Regions from separate parts of the Urocitellus parryii genome. Here regions 1 and 2 are each linked to region 3. The links are chromatin contacts, called in public Hi-C maps. All regions are on one chromosome and are shown on one strand. Each heading gives the region's core, a stretch centred on a gene start, on an enhancer-like site or on the middle of the called end of the contact. The rest is flanking DNA. Distances are from core to core; before and after follow the strand shown. Region 1 holds the start of Nmd3 (NMD3 ribosome export adaptor). Region 2 holds the start of Smc4 (structural maintenance of chromosomes 4). Region 3 holds the start of Ppm1l (protein phosphatase, Mg2+/Mn2+ dependent 1L).

Region 1 (4,703 bases), core at 75-2,574, 440 kb after region 3:
AAGAGTTGGAAGAGCAAAATGACAAAGCTGGGGCATGTGGGCAGCTTCTAGAAGCCAGAAAAGGAAAGGGAATGGGTTCTTTCCTAGGTCCTCTGGAAGGAATGCAGCTTTGTCAATCCATTTTAGACTTGTGACAAACAGCACCCTGAGATATTAAATATGTGTTTCTTAAGCCAGCTAAATTTATGGTAATCTCTTGAAACAGTCACAGGAACTAGTACTGTTTTAATGTTTAAGGCAGTGTGTTCCATGCATAAGCAAAGGTAGACTATTTCCCACAAGGACCTGCCAGGAGGCTGTGTACTTGGGTATGTGGCATGATATTTAGAGATCAGATTGTGAAGGGTCTTCTTCTGTGCAAAGAAACTGGAAGTAATCCTGAAGGTGATCAGAGACCTCTGAAGGGTTAAAAAAGCAAGGGAGTGTGGCAAAATTAGAATTGCCTTTTAGAAGGGTGGGTCAGAGTCTTCAAGTAGGGAGAGCAGGTGGGAAATAAACTTAAATACCCTAGACAAGAAATGGTATGTAGCTCTCATTGCTCACTGTCTATAAAGGGACCTTGCTTATTTCTTGAAATCTGGGGTGAGAAAACTTAGGAAAAAAAATGGTTGTGCTCTTTAAATGTTTGAAGTACTGTCATGAGAAAGAGCAACTAGACATGGCCTATTTTGATTAAAGATCAAGGGATAAAGTCATAAGGAAATATTTATACACTATCAGGAAGCATATTCTAATAATTAGTCTAAAAATAGAGTTCACAGCTAATTATGCCTTACATTCCGTTCTTTCAACCATTCAACAAATAATCATTTGAACGGTTAGGATGTGGCAGGTATTAGGCATATGATAGTGACTAAAACAAAGGCACTGCCCTAATGGTGTTTTAACTTCCCTGTGTAATGTTGCACTGCTGACAAATAACATTCATATAAGTCAAGAAGCAAACTCCCAGTAGAGATATTGGAAAAGAGATTGATACACGGGCGAAGCTGACTTGGAATGAACTCTGACCATGGAAATTCAGGAAGAAAGATAACTCAAAAGCAAGAACTATAGACTAAGGAGAAGAAAGAGAGACCTTTCTAAGCAACCCCGCCCCTCCCCCGCCCCTCCCCCCGCCCCTCCCCCGCCCCTCCCCCGCCCCTCCCCCGCCCCTCCCCCCGCCCCTCTCCCCGCCCCTCCCCCGCCCCTCTCCCCGCCCCTCTCCCCGCCCCTCTCCCCGCCCACTTGTGCTCTTTCTCCTCCCCCCCACCTGTGCTCTTTCTCCTCCCCCCCCGCCCACTTGTGCCCTTTCTCCTCCCCATTGCTCCTTTAGCACGTGTCCCTCAGCTCGCGGGATTTCGAGCCTTTCTCGCGAGATTTTCGCCCTAGCCGGTCCGACTGTGGTGGCAACTGACAGTGCGGTAAGCGTTGGTTTTGTTGCTGATTTTTCCATAAATTTAGGCTAGTCCGGGAGACGTTAACTAGGTTCCAGGGGCTGAGACGCGGGGTGCAGGCGCCAGCAGGGTGCCTGAGGAGGGAGCGGGGCCAGGCGCTGGGTTCCGGCCGGCTCAGGCCGCGTGCGTGCAGCGTGTTCGCCGCCGGCGGGGTTCCAGTCCGGGCTTGGAGTTGGGGTCCAGGTGGGTGATCACAGCCGCCGTGATGACTCCTGGGGACTTTGGTAGCGCGGGTCGGAGGTGGGGGCGCTCTGTGAGTGCTGCGGTCCTGTGGAGTTGGGCAGAGCCCTGGTGTCCGCTGACCGTGCAGACCTCGGCGTGGGTCCGCCCAGATGGCCCTCCCAGGCTAGGCCTGAGGTCCGCGGCAGCTGGGTTGCGGAGCATGTCTTGCAGATGGGAGACTCCAGAGATGCGTAGGTCTTAAGTCTAGAAAGTTGCTTCTGAAGTTGCCAAGAAGAGTTGGTTTTCTTCCTGTCCTGCTTTGTGCGAAGCTCCGTTGCCTATTCAGAGAGGCAGAAGGAAAAATAAAGAGGGGGGCGGGTAGGTGAATGATTTACAGCCTCCATTTATTTTTTAAATTAAGGTGTACAGAACAATGGAGTATATGACAGAATCCACCGACCGCAGCCCTGGACACATGTGAGTTGTGACACTTTATCCCTTTTCAATTTTAAAATCTTACAGTGAGTTCATGAAACGTACTGTCATAACAGGGGAAAACTTTTGGTGGTAGTGGTAAGAGAGTTTTTTAAAATCATAAATGGGAAAAATGAAAGTCTTATTTCTGCAGAAAATCGAATTCATGTTTAGTTCTAATATTTGTTCCAGTAAATACATGCTTAAGGTTACAATAAGGGCTGGGTATATAGCTCAGTTGGAAAAGTGCTTGCCTAGCATGCACAAAGCCTTGAATTTAATCCTCTGCACCACACAAATAAAAAAAAAAAAGGTTAAAATATTCCCTATGCATTCTGTAGATGACATTGTCCAATATGTAGCCACTAACCATGTGTGTCTATTTAAATTTAATTTGAATAAAGTTGAATGCTCAATTGCTCTGTCATACTAGCTACATTTCAGATGGTCAGTAGCCAGCATTGGAAGAGTATCAAATTTTCTTTTGGAGAATATTGATCTGTATCAATGATTCTAAAACTTTCTGCTCCCAATTTACTTTAGAATCATGAAAATCCCATCACTTATAATGGATCACTACATTGATAAACTTCGTATCCTATTTTAAAAACAAGTTTTCCTCTGGGTAGGTGTGTGTGTTTTGTGAATTGCTTTTGGAGTATATTGCTGTCTAATGGCACTGCCTATTGGCATATCCATTGTCCTTCAAAACTTTTAAGATACACATTCTTTATTTTTATTTTGTGTGTGTGTGTGTGTGTGTATGTGTGTGAGTGATCCCTCCCCAAAAGCTATGAGGTCCTTTGTAGGTCCTACTATTACATTTGCAATAGTGCAATTTATTGTGTTTTTATTGGTAAAAATTAATGTGCATGTTTGTGTCTATAGAAAATGTTTGGAAGGATATATGTAAATGGTAAATTATGGGTGGTCTTGGTTGGGTATGGTAAAGAGAACTTTTTTTTTGCATTTTTAATATTTAAGTATTTGAAATTGAGATTAGTGCAAATTTTGTATTTTCTATCAATGTGTCTCTATTCACTTTAATGAGGCATAGTAACATTTATTTTTAATAGGAAAAGTTTATTCATATCTTTCCTGGCTATTTAAATGTGAATTTAAATCAAAAGAATTTAATTCCTGGTGACTGCACTAGTCACTGCAGGTGACTCACTTGCCATGTGTGGCTTATGGCTATCATTGAACTGAACAGAAATAGAATATTTCTATCTTTATATGAAGTTTTGTTGGACAGTGTTCACTCTCTAGAACCTTAGGACATCTGCTGTATTTTAAGAATTATAGCCATCCTTGATTTTTTTTACTCCTTTGTTTCAATGGCACTAGGCCATTTATCTTATGTATCTTTTCTTATTTATTTATTTATTTTAATTATGTATAGCAGAATGCATTTTGATTCATAGTATACAATTGCAGCATAACTTTACATTTCTCTGGTTGTACTATCTACCCTATCTTTGAAGATTGCTGTTTCTATGTAATGTTTTCATAAAAGGGCATTAATATGGCCTAACTTCAAATCTTTTGTTTGGTAACTTTTTTATAACTAGTATGTTTAAAAATAAATTTGAAAAATTTATCACTTATTTTTTCAAGCTTGTGCTGTGAGTGTGGTGTCCCGATTAGTCCAAATCCTGCCAATATTTGTGTGGCCTGTTTGCGAAGTAAAGTAGACATCAGTCAAGGTATCCCGAAACAGGTCTCAATTTCTTTCTGCAAACAATGTCAAAGGTACAGTGCATTACTATTTTACTTTACTTAAAGTTGGAATTTATATAGAGACCCATTGAGATATGCTGAGATTATACCAAAATACACAGAATAAAGCATACACAATTTAGGTTTAATTTTTACTTTAGAATTTGTGTTTTATGGTATAATTTTTAGTTTGCTCTACTAATCTGGTAAGGTGTAAAGGTATTTGAATCTGTTCTTTTTCTGTTCAAGAATTTAGTAGATTTGATGCATATAATTGGTAAATAAGAGTTGGTGTCTGTAAGGGTGAGAACAGATTATTAAAGATATGTTACCTTTATGTCCTTGAGGTTGTTTCTTTAGGAGCTATGTATGATTAAAAAAAAGCACTTCATGTTTTAACTAATGTAGCAATGTGTTTTAATTAAATTGACTATAATTGTTGGAAAAGCTCAGTAAATCATCTGAAATGGTCTAAAATAAAAACTGAATTTGAAGGCAGAAGGCTTCTGAAAGCTAATGTTTCATTCCCTCTTTATTTCCCTTATTGGCTTAAATGGCTTAAATGCAGCAGGCCATCGAGGAACACAAAACTGGACAGTGATTTCTCAAAGGGATTGGAAAAGAGTCTAGTGCTCTACTTCTTTTGCGTATATGAAGAGGAGGTTCAAGGACTTCTGAGAAAATTCAAAAATTCTTCTCAGAAAAGTAGTCAGTATACATAGCTTTATAGACACATGAAATTGTGTGTGCTATTTTAGGGATTTAACAGTGTGCAAACCTGGCAAGTGTGATAATTTATTACAAAATATTTGCTATTTTTAAAAGCATGGTGGAGTTTTAAAAGTAGTGGACAAAGATAAGGAGGCCTAATTTGTCTTGGATTTCTTACAAACTAGTTTCTTAAAACTCTTG
Region 2 (4,955 bases), core at 2,114-4,613, 390 kb before region 3:
AGTTACAGTCACATTACTTTTTTCCCCACATCCTAGAGATTGAGTCCAGAACACATTAGGCAAGCACTCTACCACTAAGGTACATCTCCAGTCCTAGTCACCTAACTTTCTAATTATGAGAGACAATTTTTTTTTTCTCAAAACAATTTGGATTGGGTTTTTTGTCAATTACAATCTAGGGAGGGTCCTATCTTAGATATTACCCAACATTTCTTCTTCACATATTCTAAAAATAGATACTTCCTCAACATCCTTGCTAGCCTCTTTCCACTTATAACCTTGAAAATGTGACTTATTCTTAGTATTCCAATTATTCTTAAAACACTATCCCATTTTCTCTCCTGAGGTGTATTTTCTTTTTTTTTTTTTTAAGAATTTAAACTTTATTTGTTGTTGATTATTTGTTTTTATGAGGATCGAACCCCAGGCCTCACCTGTCCTAGGCAAGCACTCTACCACTGAGCCACAACCCCAGCCCTCCTGAGGTATATTTTCTACTTCTGCTGCCAACTGAACATATCTTTCTATAATTCCAAATCCCACCCTCTGGAAATAAAAACATACCCATCCTTTGCCAGGCCCTGACAGACCTGTAATACCAGCAGCTTAGGAGGCTGAGGCAGGAGGATCCCAAATTCCAAGTCAGCCTCAGCAATTTAGGGAGGCCCAGTGAGACTCTGACTCAAGATAAAAAATAAAAGGCTGGGGATGCAGCTCAGTGCTAAAATACCTCTGGATTCAATACAAAACAAAAACCCATCCTTCAAACTGCTATTTCCAAAAATAACAAAAAAAAAAAATTTTAACACTATTTCCAGAAAAAAAAACTATTCTACTTCCTAGTCCCCAGGGTTTTTAAATTTTGCTTCAATTGGGGCTTTTTGTGATAAATTAGGTGAGAGTTTCAGTAAGATTAACATACTAGGAGGCTTTTTCCTTTAAACTGGGGATTGGACCCAGAGAGCCTCAAGCTTGCTAGGCAAGCACTCTACCAAGCTACACCCCCAGGCCAAAGGGCTTATATTATCAAGAAGAATATACATTTCTATCTTCACTGTCTCTATCCAACTTATTAATTTGGAACAGTATTCTCTATTTATATACTATATACATAAATTCATATTTTGATTTATTAGTATCTAACCTATTGAAATACTTAGTTACAATCTATTTAAACATTTACTCATAAATCTAATTTCACAATTTCTGCAACCTTTTTAGAAGGTAGACAAAATATTTATTATTATAATGATAACAAAAATGTGCACTTAAAGATATAGTACTGAGTCAATACTGGGCACCGGTGGTGCATGCCTGTAATCCCAGTGGCTCAGGAGGCTGAGGCAGGAGGTTTGAGTACAAAGCCAAACTCAGCAAAAGCAAAGCGCTAAGCAACTCAGGAGATTCTTTCTCTAAATAAATACAAAATAGGGCTAGGGATGTGGCTTAGTGGTCGAGAGCCCCTGATTTCAATCCCCGGTAGTAGTGGTAGTAGTAGTAGTAGTAGTAGTAGTAGTAGTAGTAATAGTAATAATAATAATTATTATTATTACTGTCATTAATAATAATAATTATTATTACTGTCAATGTTTATTCGGAGACCCCAGTCTCCCAAATCCACCAAAATTCTTACACTTGGGGGTAGTGTCCTCTCAGCTCTTTTCTGATAATTAACTGAATCTAACTTTATGCTTCTCAGTGCAAGAACCATAATATATTAAGATCAACAAAGTAAATTCATTCATAAAGATTTTTGCTGCTTTAACATGCTAGGTCCTAAGCATGCAACAGTTTTGTTTTGTTTTGTTTTTAAGGATGCTAGCAACTCAACCTAAGAGTTGCTGAATAAAAAGCTTACTAACGGGAATCAAATCAACTAGTGGTTCTTTAACACTGTAGGAGATTTAGGATCAAGTTTAAGAATCTGATGAAAATTGTAGGAAAAATTAACTCTCCAGAAAAATGCGCACAGAGAGTTTTGTACACAATTTGAGGGGAAATTATGAACTCTAAAAACCAATCACTAGCATATCCACAGAGTTAAAGAGCCACTAACAGCCAGACTGCAGTGCCACAGGCCTGTTAATTCCAGCAACTCGGGAGGCTGAGTGAGGCAGGAGGATCGCAAGTTGAAGACCAGCCTTCTCAACTTAAAGGGGACCTAAGCAACTTGATGAGCACTATCTCAAAAAAAAAAAAAAAAAATCGTGGGGCTGGGATTGTAGCTCGGTAGTTAAGCGTCCCTGGGCTCCATCCCTAGTAGCTTGGGGGGCGGGGGGGGGGGTCCGAGCCGGGGATGCGGAACGCGGGGAAGCCACCAACAAAACCAAGTTCTCTGGGAACAGGAATTGTCATACTTGTTTAATGATCCTGATTATGCCTTGCACAATTCAATGTATACAAAAGTTACTTAAGAAATATTTGATGATTGGTAATTCCTTCATGAAGATATGATGAAGATGACCACCGCAAACCGTTTCTTCCATTATGAGCCCTTCAAACAAATGATTTTTAAAAGTCCAAAACCCACCTTTACTAAATAACTCGAAAACCATTATTTTGCTATTCACATGTGGACTACCCGACCATTCATTCACTAGTCCAGGTCATCTCTTATAGTTGCCTTCCCTCTACTCTCTTTAAACTCAAGGATTCCTTTTTGATATCCAAAAAAAGCCCAGCCAAGAGCCCCACAGCCCCTGCCCCCCAGGGAGACAAAATAACAGATGCACAACGAACCACACACCCGCAAGGCGAGGGACGGCAGGTTCCAGGGACGGCTACGATTTCCAAACCCTTTCTTAAAAACGTCAGAAGGTGAGGACATTTACCTCAAAATCCAAGAAAGCAGCGGTTACTGCTCCTACAGCTGTGGGGCCAGTAATAGAGAAGATTCCCAACCTTTCCGTCACCATAGCGACTTCTAAGCTCTAGATTTTCTCCCTCTTCACGCGATACTTCCCAGAGGCGCGTCATCCGACCGGGTCCGAGACCCCACCCCTAAGTGAGCCCGCCCTCTCGCTAAGGGGCCTTATTGGACTACCGAGTACGGCCTCTAACTGCGGGAGGGGCCTTCTCTATGTTTTTTTCTCTTTTTTAAAATTCACCAGGTTGTGTTTTCAAATGCTAATTTCAATAACAGTGTTCCTGGTATAAACCACAGGGAACACATTTCCTCGTTTTTCCTTTCCACCGAGAAACCTCCCCCGGGAGTTGGGGCGCTTTACGAGTTCGCGCATGCGCGTGAAGGGGCAAAAGATGGCGGTGATAATCGCCGCACTTTTTTTTTAAATTAGTGGATCCCAGAAATCATTGCGCGCATTTGTAACGAATTTCCGTTCGAGTTTGTATTTTAGGCGCCATTTTCGAGTGAAGGACCTGGAGCCGAAGCACCGGTAGGAGCAAGGGGGAGTGGGCCTTTATAGCCGTTTCCAGCCCTGGTTGAGTGGACTGTCCCGCAGGTAACGTACTTCTTTTCCTGATACGGTTGTCACACTCCTACTTTCTGCCCTGTCCACCAGCGCCTGGAAGTTAGAGGCCTTGAACTAGAGCAGCGAAGTACGGGGTGAGGAGGCTGCTACTGGGAGATTCTCTCACTGTCACCCCTCCCCCCCTCCGGCCGCTCCCTGCGGCTGGGGCTCTCGCGCGCTTCTCCCTGGCGCCACTTCTCTTAGCTACGTACAGCGTCTTTTAGGGTGGCTCCAAGTCTCTCGAATCTCTTCTCAGAAATCCTAGTCTCAGAACTGGCGTCTCCTCTGACCCCCACCTCGCGTCTCCCAAGGGACTAGTCACCGGGTCTGACCCTTTACTGGACTTACTACAGCCTAACGGGACTCCACCCCGGACCCCAGAGAGACAAACCCCAGTTACCGCAAAATTATTGTCCCCGACCAAGCCCTGCCGGCGTCCAATTTGGAAGGGTCGTTGCCAGCTTCGGCCATACTTCCCGGTGGTACTGGGGAAGAGACCTCGAATCGCCCGGGCGCTCTAGACGCCTAGAGCTAAATGGCGGGGAGAGGAAAGCGGGCGGGGTCTTTACTTTGGAAAGGGTTGATGGCCATTCAAACCTGAAGCTCACAGCAACTCCTCTAAAAAGTCGGTGCGCTTGCATCCCTAGTCCGAATAGCGTGGGAATGTCAACAAATGTCCGCTATGGGAGACGCTTCGTTTAGAAATAGTCTTGAGTATATTCTTACATTGTGAGTGGACGGGTGGAAGGCCTTAAAAAGCAAAAAGAACCTTAGCAGTTTGCTAGATCGTTGATTTCCAGGCACGCCTAGGGTTTCCCACCTACATGGGTCTTGTTAAGAAACCCATCCCGCCTTCTTGGCATTCGGGGCTTTCTTGTCGCCCTCTTCTTGAGGATTCGTCGCCTCTGAGCCGGATTTTAAAGTGCGACTCTCTCGGAAACGGGTGGGGTGGGTAGTAATCTGGATGGGTTTTGAGAGCTGACTTGCTCCGGCTCTTCCCCGACCCCAGCGATCATGCCCCGTAAAGGCAACCAGCCTTCCACCGCCCGCCGTAAAGAGGAAGGGCCGCCGCCGTCCCCGGACGGCACCGGCAGCGACGCGGAACCTGAGCCTCCGACCGGCCGGACCGAGAACCAAGCTGAACCCGCAGGTGAGCTAGTGACCCGCCGCGACTCGGTAGGAGCGCGCTCCTGGGCGCCAGAGCATGTCGGTGCCCAACCCGAAACAAGCTGTGGTTGTGGCACTCGGGCAAAAGGCTGGGGTTGAGGTCTGAAGACCCGTTCATTCCCTTAGAGTAGCTCTAGAAAGCCTTTCCGCGATTCAGGGCTCCCGTGCAATTTCCGCGTAACGGTGCTGGAGGGGGTGGGGGTGAGCAAACGGATTCAGTTGTGAATTTCTGTTTGTGGCATTTTGGAATTTATATTTCCGCTGAAATCGGCATGGTCAGCCAAGAGTTAGTGAGGTTTATTTTCCCCCCCCCCAGGC
Region 3 (4,398 bases), core at 1,760-4,259:
CAGCTGAGCCATTTTATAGTACAATATGGTTATTACCTAGAACTTATTTTATCACTTTTGTGTCTTATGAAAACCTAGGTTTGCCATTAGCTCTGTGTTCATTCCCAATTTACTTATAATAATAAAGCATTTGTTTAATAAACATTTTATTTTTTAAAAATATTTTTATTAGTTATTGATGGACCTTTATTTATTTATATGTGGTGCTGAGATTCGAACCCAGTGCATTGCACATGCTAGGCAAGCACTCTACCACTGAGCCACAATCCCAACCCATAATATACATTTTATAATACCTCTTTTTTCTCTGTGAAATTTAGACAGTATTTCACCTTAGCAGCAGATCTTTTGGGTATTTAGGTACAAAGGACAGTTTATTTACACCTGACCCACAGTTATTCTCAATGTGTGAACTAAATACTCACAGAGCAGTGTTTGTCTCAAAGGCTAAAATCAGAATTGCAGAATAAGAATCCATGCATTTTTTTTCTTGAGATTTCTATACAGGGATCCACTGAAATGTATTAGAGAAGTATAAATATTAGACTAATCATCTTGGTGGTAATCAATGGATGTTAGACTAGTGAAAGAGTTATCAGAATAATTGAACTTCAGTTTCAACTTCTAATTTACTGAATTGTGGTATTCATTTAACCTCTTTGTTCCTCACTTTCCCTCTTATTTATAAACAGACAAGAACTCCTCTGTCTTCCTCAGAGGACTGAGGATAAAAGAATAGAAATAAGTAGCTATATATGAAAATCTTTATTTCATTTATTTTTATGAGGTACTGAGGGTCAGACCCAGTGCCTCACATGTGCTAGGCAAGTGCTGTACCACTGAGTCACAACCCCAGTGCTATAAAAATCTTTGTAATTTCACATAATATGCAAATGTGTTTGTCACTAAAGTCTCTTTTTCAAAACTCTAATATATTAGAACTTACAATAAAGTTTAACAAAAAGCTTATTTAAGCATTTTAAAAAATTCCAAGTAAACTATGTGAATTTCTTAATAGGAAAATGCCTAGGAGATTTGCTTGAAAAATTATTTTATTGATTTCCACATAGATGAACTACATAGATGTAAATGTCAAAGCATTATCTCCACCTAATATGCAGGAAGTCTGGGTTTATTAATTAATTCATCAAATTGTGCCTTGCTAATTAACCTGCAGAGAGATCATTATAGTAACCTGTGTTTTCTACATAGTTATGGAGGAAACAGAGTGTGTGTCCTAAAGTCATCACTATAGGAATGTTACTGAATGTGCTTTTGGGTGTGTGGTTTTACTGCTACTTCAGGGCCTCATCTGACTTATAGTTCTGGAGTCTTTAACAGTTTATCTACAAATTGCTCTTGCCATAAAGTTTCATGTAATAATGCAATGAAAAGTAAATGGATAATTTACAGTAGTAAATAATGTAAACTTGTCTTCATAGTAATACTGACGAATAACATTTTTGTTCTTAAAGGATTTACAGTTTATTATCTGATTTGGGAATCTCTTGACTATTGAACAAAATGACCTAATTTATTTTAAACTGTTTTCTCTATCAATATTTTCTCAAAATATTGAAAAGTGTAAAGCAGAGCAGGAAACCATATCCTAGTTTTCAAACAGTATATTCAGTTTTCAACAGTATGTTATAGACTAATAACGGTTCTTCATATTTCCTTTCTTTTTTTGTATGTTTGTATTATTGGGATCATATCCTATGCACCATTTAAATGATTAAGTTTTATTTTTTTGTGATGGAAACCTGCCTTTTGTAGGAACTTTGGCAAAGTTGTGGAAAATAGACAAAAATCTAAAGCAGAAAATGAAAATCACATATTAATCTACTATTGTGGTTATCACTGTGAACATTTTGATGTATTTCCTTCAAGTGCTTTAAAATTTTAATTTTAAAAAATTGGGATACCATTTCCTGAGATCAGGCAGTTTATACTCTTCCAGTCCAGAGGACTGGATGAACCAGATCAGCACTCTTCTTCCTGGACAGGGGTAGTCAGAGTTGATATTTTCCTTTAAAGTTCACTTGTTTCCATATTCTAAGTTGACAAGTACACTGTGCTTTTCTTGTGCAGATTTTCATCTTCAAGGCCCACCGACACCTGCCCAAATTTCAGGTTATACTTGATGGTTTCTGTAAACCTGTACTTTTCTCTGCAGCCCTCGCTCGTCGCCTTCTCTTGCTATGGTTGAGAGGCGGCAGGAGGCTGCTACTTGGGAGTTTCAAATCCACTTTTAAACTAGAAAGGCAGTCAGAGCGCTCGCTCCGCTGTGTGGTCAGGAGCGCTTCAGGGTCCTATTCGGGAGCTCAGCGTCGCTTGTGGAAGGACTGTGACCAGGGAAGGCCTTGGTGGCGGGGCCTCCTTGCTCCAGGGACAAAGGCTATTTGAGAGAGGCCAGCCTTTTCTCGCCTCCCGAGGTTGTCATCAGAACGCGCTTGCATGGGACTTCAAGTCCCCTATTCTACAGATCTTAGGTGGGAGAAAGTTGCCACGTCCCAAGGCGTTCTCAGCGTCTCAGGAGATCCCGGCAGGCCTTTGTTGCGGATTGTTTAGGCGGCTGCAAACGGTACGTTTCTCTCGGTCTCGCTTTTGTGAGTCGGGATAAGTGCGTCCCTTCTCGCTTGCCTTATGTCAGGCGAGGCGAAGAGCGTACTATTTTCCAGTCTGCCGGAGGGGGGACACTCACGTGCGACTCTCTGTTTCCCGGAGAGCAGCAGTGGCTTCCACAAAACTAACGCTCGATCTACTAGGAGGAGATTATATTGTTCCGGGAGCCTGCACAAAGGCAGGAACTACCGTCTTCAAGAACTAGACAATGGACGCGCTCCTTCACTCCCCCTCGGTTCGCTTGAATTGGCCCGGTCTGCCCGCGTTAGCCTGCCGCCACAAAGCTTCCTCAGCCTCTGACAGCTCGTTGGGGAGTACCTCACTGTCTCAAATCCTAGCTCAAGGGGCGGGACGAACGCGCGCGGGGCGGGGCTAGCGCAAGACTGAGTGCTAGCCAGGGGCGCGCGAGCAAAGCCGAAAGGAGCCGAGCCGAGCCGAGCCGAGCCGCGAGGTGCCGGGGAGAGGCAGGCTGAGCCGGGCCGGCCGCCTGCGGCTCAGTGCGGATTGTGCGGTGTAGCCGGGCTCTGCGTCTACCAGCCTCAGCCCAGGCTCCTGCAAAACTTTTATTCTCTTGGGCCCCCCGGGGTGTGTGAAGGCGTCGGAACGTTCAGCTGTCTCCGCGCCCTCTGCAGCAGCGACTGAGGGGACCTGCATCCTTTGCCCGCCGGGCTCTCGTGCCCTCAGCCTCCTCACCTGCCGATCGCTCCCCGGAGCCGCGAGGGGGCACCCCCGGAGGGATCGCGCGGGCCCGGTCGCCCCGAACTCCCTCTTGCCGCGGCAGACCCGCCCGGCGCAACTTTAACTTGGTTCCTCGCGCCCAGCCCCGGCACCCGAGGCTGCCGCCGCCGCCGCCGCCACCACCACCACCACCACCGCCCCCGCCGCCGCCGCCGCGGCTGCCGCCGTTTCACAAAGGGCGCAGGAGGGGAAGCGGCACTGGCGGCAGGCACCGGCCTCCGGGCCGCCGAGGCAGGGAGACAAAAGGGAAACTGCCTCTGCTTGCGGCGCGGGTTTGGAACCACCAGCTCATCTGCCTCTTGCTCGGCTCCGTGCGCTTCTTCCCCCTACCCTAGGCTACTGCTCCGCCTCCCTCCAGGCGGGCTGTCCCCGCAGTGCTTCAGACCCGGCGAGCCTTCGGGGCGCGCGTCGCTGCTGGTGGTTGGGGCTCTAGTGATAATAAATGATAGAGGATACGATGACTTTGCTGTCTCTGCTGGGTCGCATCATGCGCTACTTCTTGCTTAGACCCGAGACGCTTTTCCTGCTGTGCATCAGCTTAGCGCTCTGGAGTTACTTCTTCCACACAGACGAAGTAAAGACCATCGTCAAGTCCAGCCGGGACGCGGTGAAGATGGTGAAGGGCAAGGTGGCTGAAATTATGCAGAACGATCGACTTGGAGGGCTTGACGTGCTGGAGGCCGAGTTTTCTAAGACCTGGGAGTTCAAGAGCCATAACGTGGCGGTGTATTCCATCCAGGGCCGAAGAGACCACATGGAGGACCGCTTCGAAGTTCTTACCGACCTGGCCAACAAAACGCACCCGTCCATCTTTGGGATCTTCGATGGGCACGGCGGCGAGGTAGGAGTTCCACTGGGTGCGCTCTCCACCCCCCCCACCCGTGTGTGTGAGTGTGTGTGTGTGTGTGTGTGTGTGTGTGTGTGTGTAAACAACAGGATGTCGCATGTGCGACGGGGTAGGACTTGGGTGAGAGGGGCGTGGTGTCTGGACAGATGTGGCTCAAGTTGCCCCAAACACTGCTGTATGGGGACCTT

Evidence for each region. Hi-C and Micro-C count contacts between places; a contact is called where the count stands out from the background.
Region 1: a contact with region 3 is called in a Hi-C map of muscle, with 2.5 times the contacts expected there. The contact joins the promoter of Nmd3 here to the promoter of Ppm1l in region 3. A contact is called at or near these places in 2 of 2 Hi-C or Micro-C datasets (liver and muscle).
Region 2: a contact with region 3 is called in a Hi-C map of liver, with 8 times the contacts expected there. The contact joins the promoter of Smc4 here to the promoter of Ppm1l in region 3. A contact is called at or near these places in 2 of 2 Hi-C or Micro-C datasets (liver and muscle).

Annotation. Positions count from the first base shown.
Region 1 is chr2:122,270,905-122,275,607 of mUroPar1.hap1, forward strand. Nmd3 (NMD3 ribosome export adaptor) reads left to right here and starts at 1,325. Exons shown (of 16, transcript XM_026410013.2): 1 at 1,325-1,403; 2 at 2,020-2,075; 3 at 3,690-3,824. The coding sequence starts at 2,032.
Region 2 is chr2:121,441,744-121,446,698 of mUroPar1.hap1, forward strand. Smc4 (structural maintenance of chromosomes 4) reads left to right here and starts at 3,364. Exons shown (of 24, transcript XM_026412087.2): 1 at 3,364-3,461; 2 at 4,480-4,620. The coding sequence starts at 4,485. It overlaps Ift80 (intraflagellar transport 80), which reads right to left and starts at 2,923. Exons shown (of 20, transcript XM_077793983.1): 1 at 2,832-2,923.
Region 3 is chr2:121,828,043-121,832,440 of mUroPar1.hap1, forward strand. It overlaps Ppm1l (protein phosphatase, Mg2+/Mn2+ dependent 1L), which reads left to right and starts at 3,010. Exons shown (of 4, transcript XM_026412088.2): 1 at 3,010-4,204. The coding sequence starts at 3,806.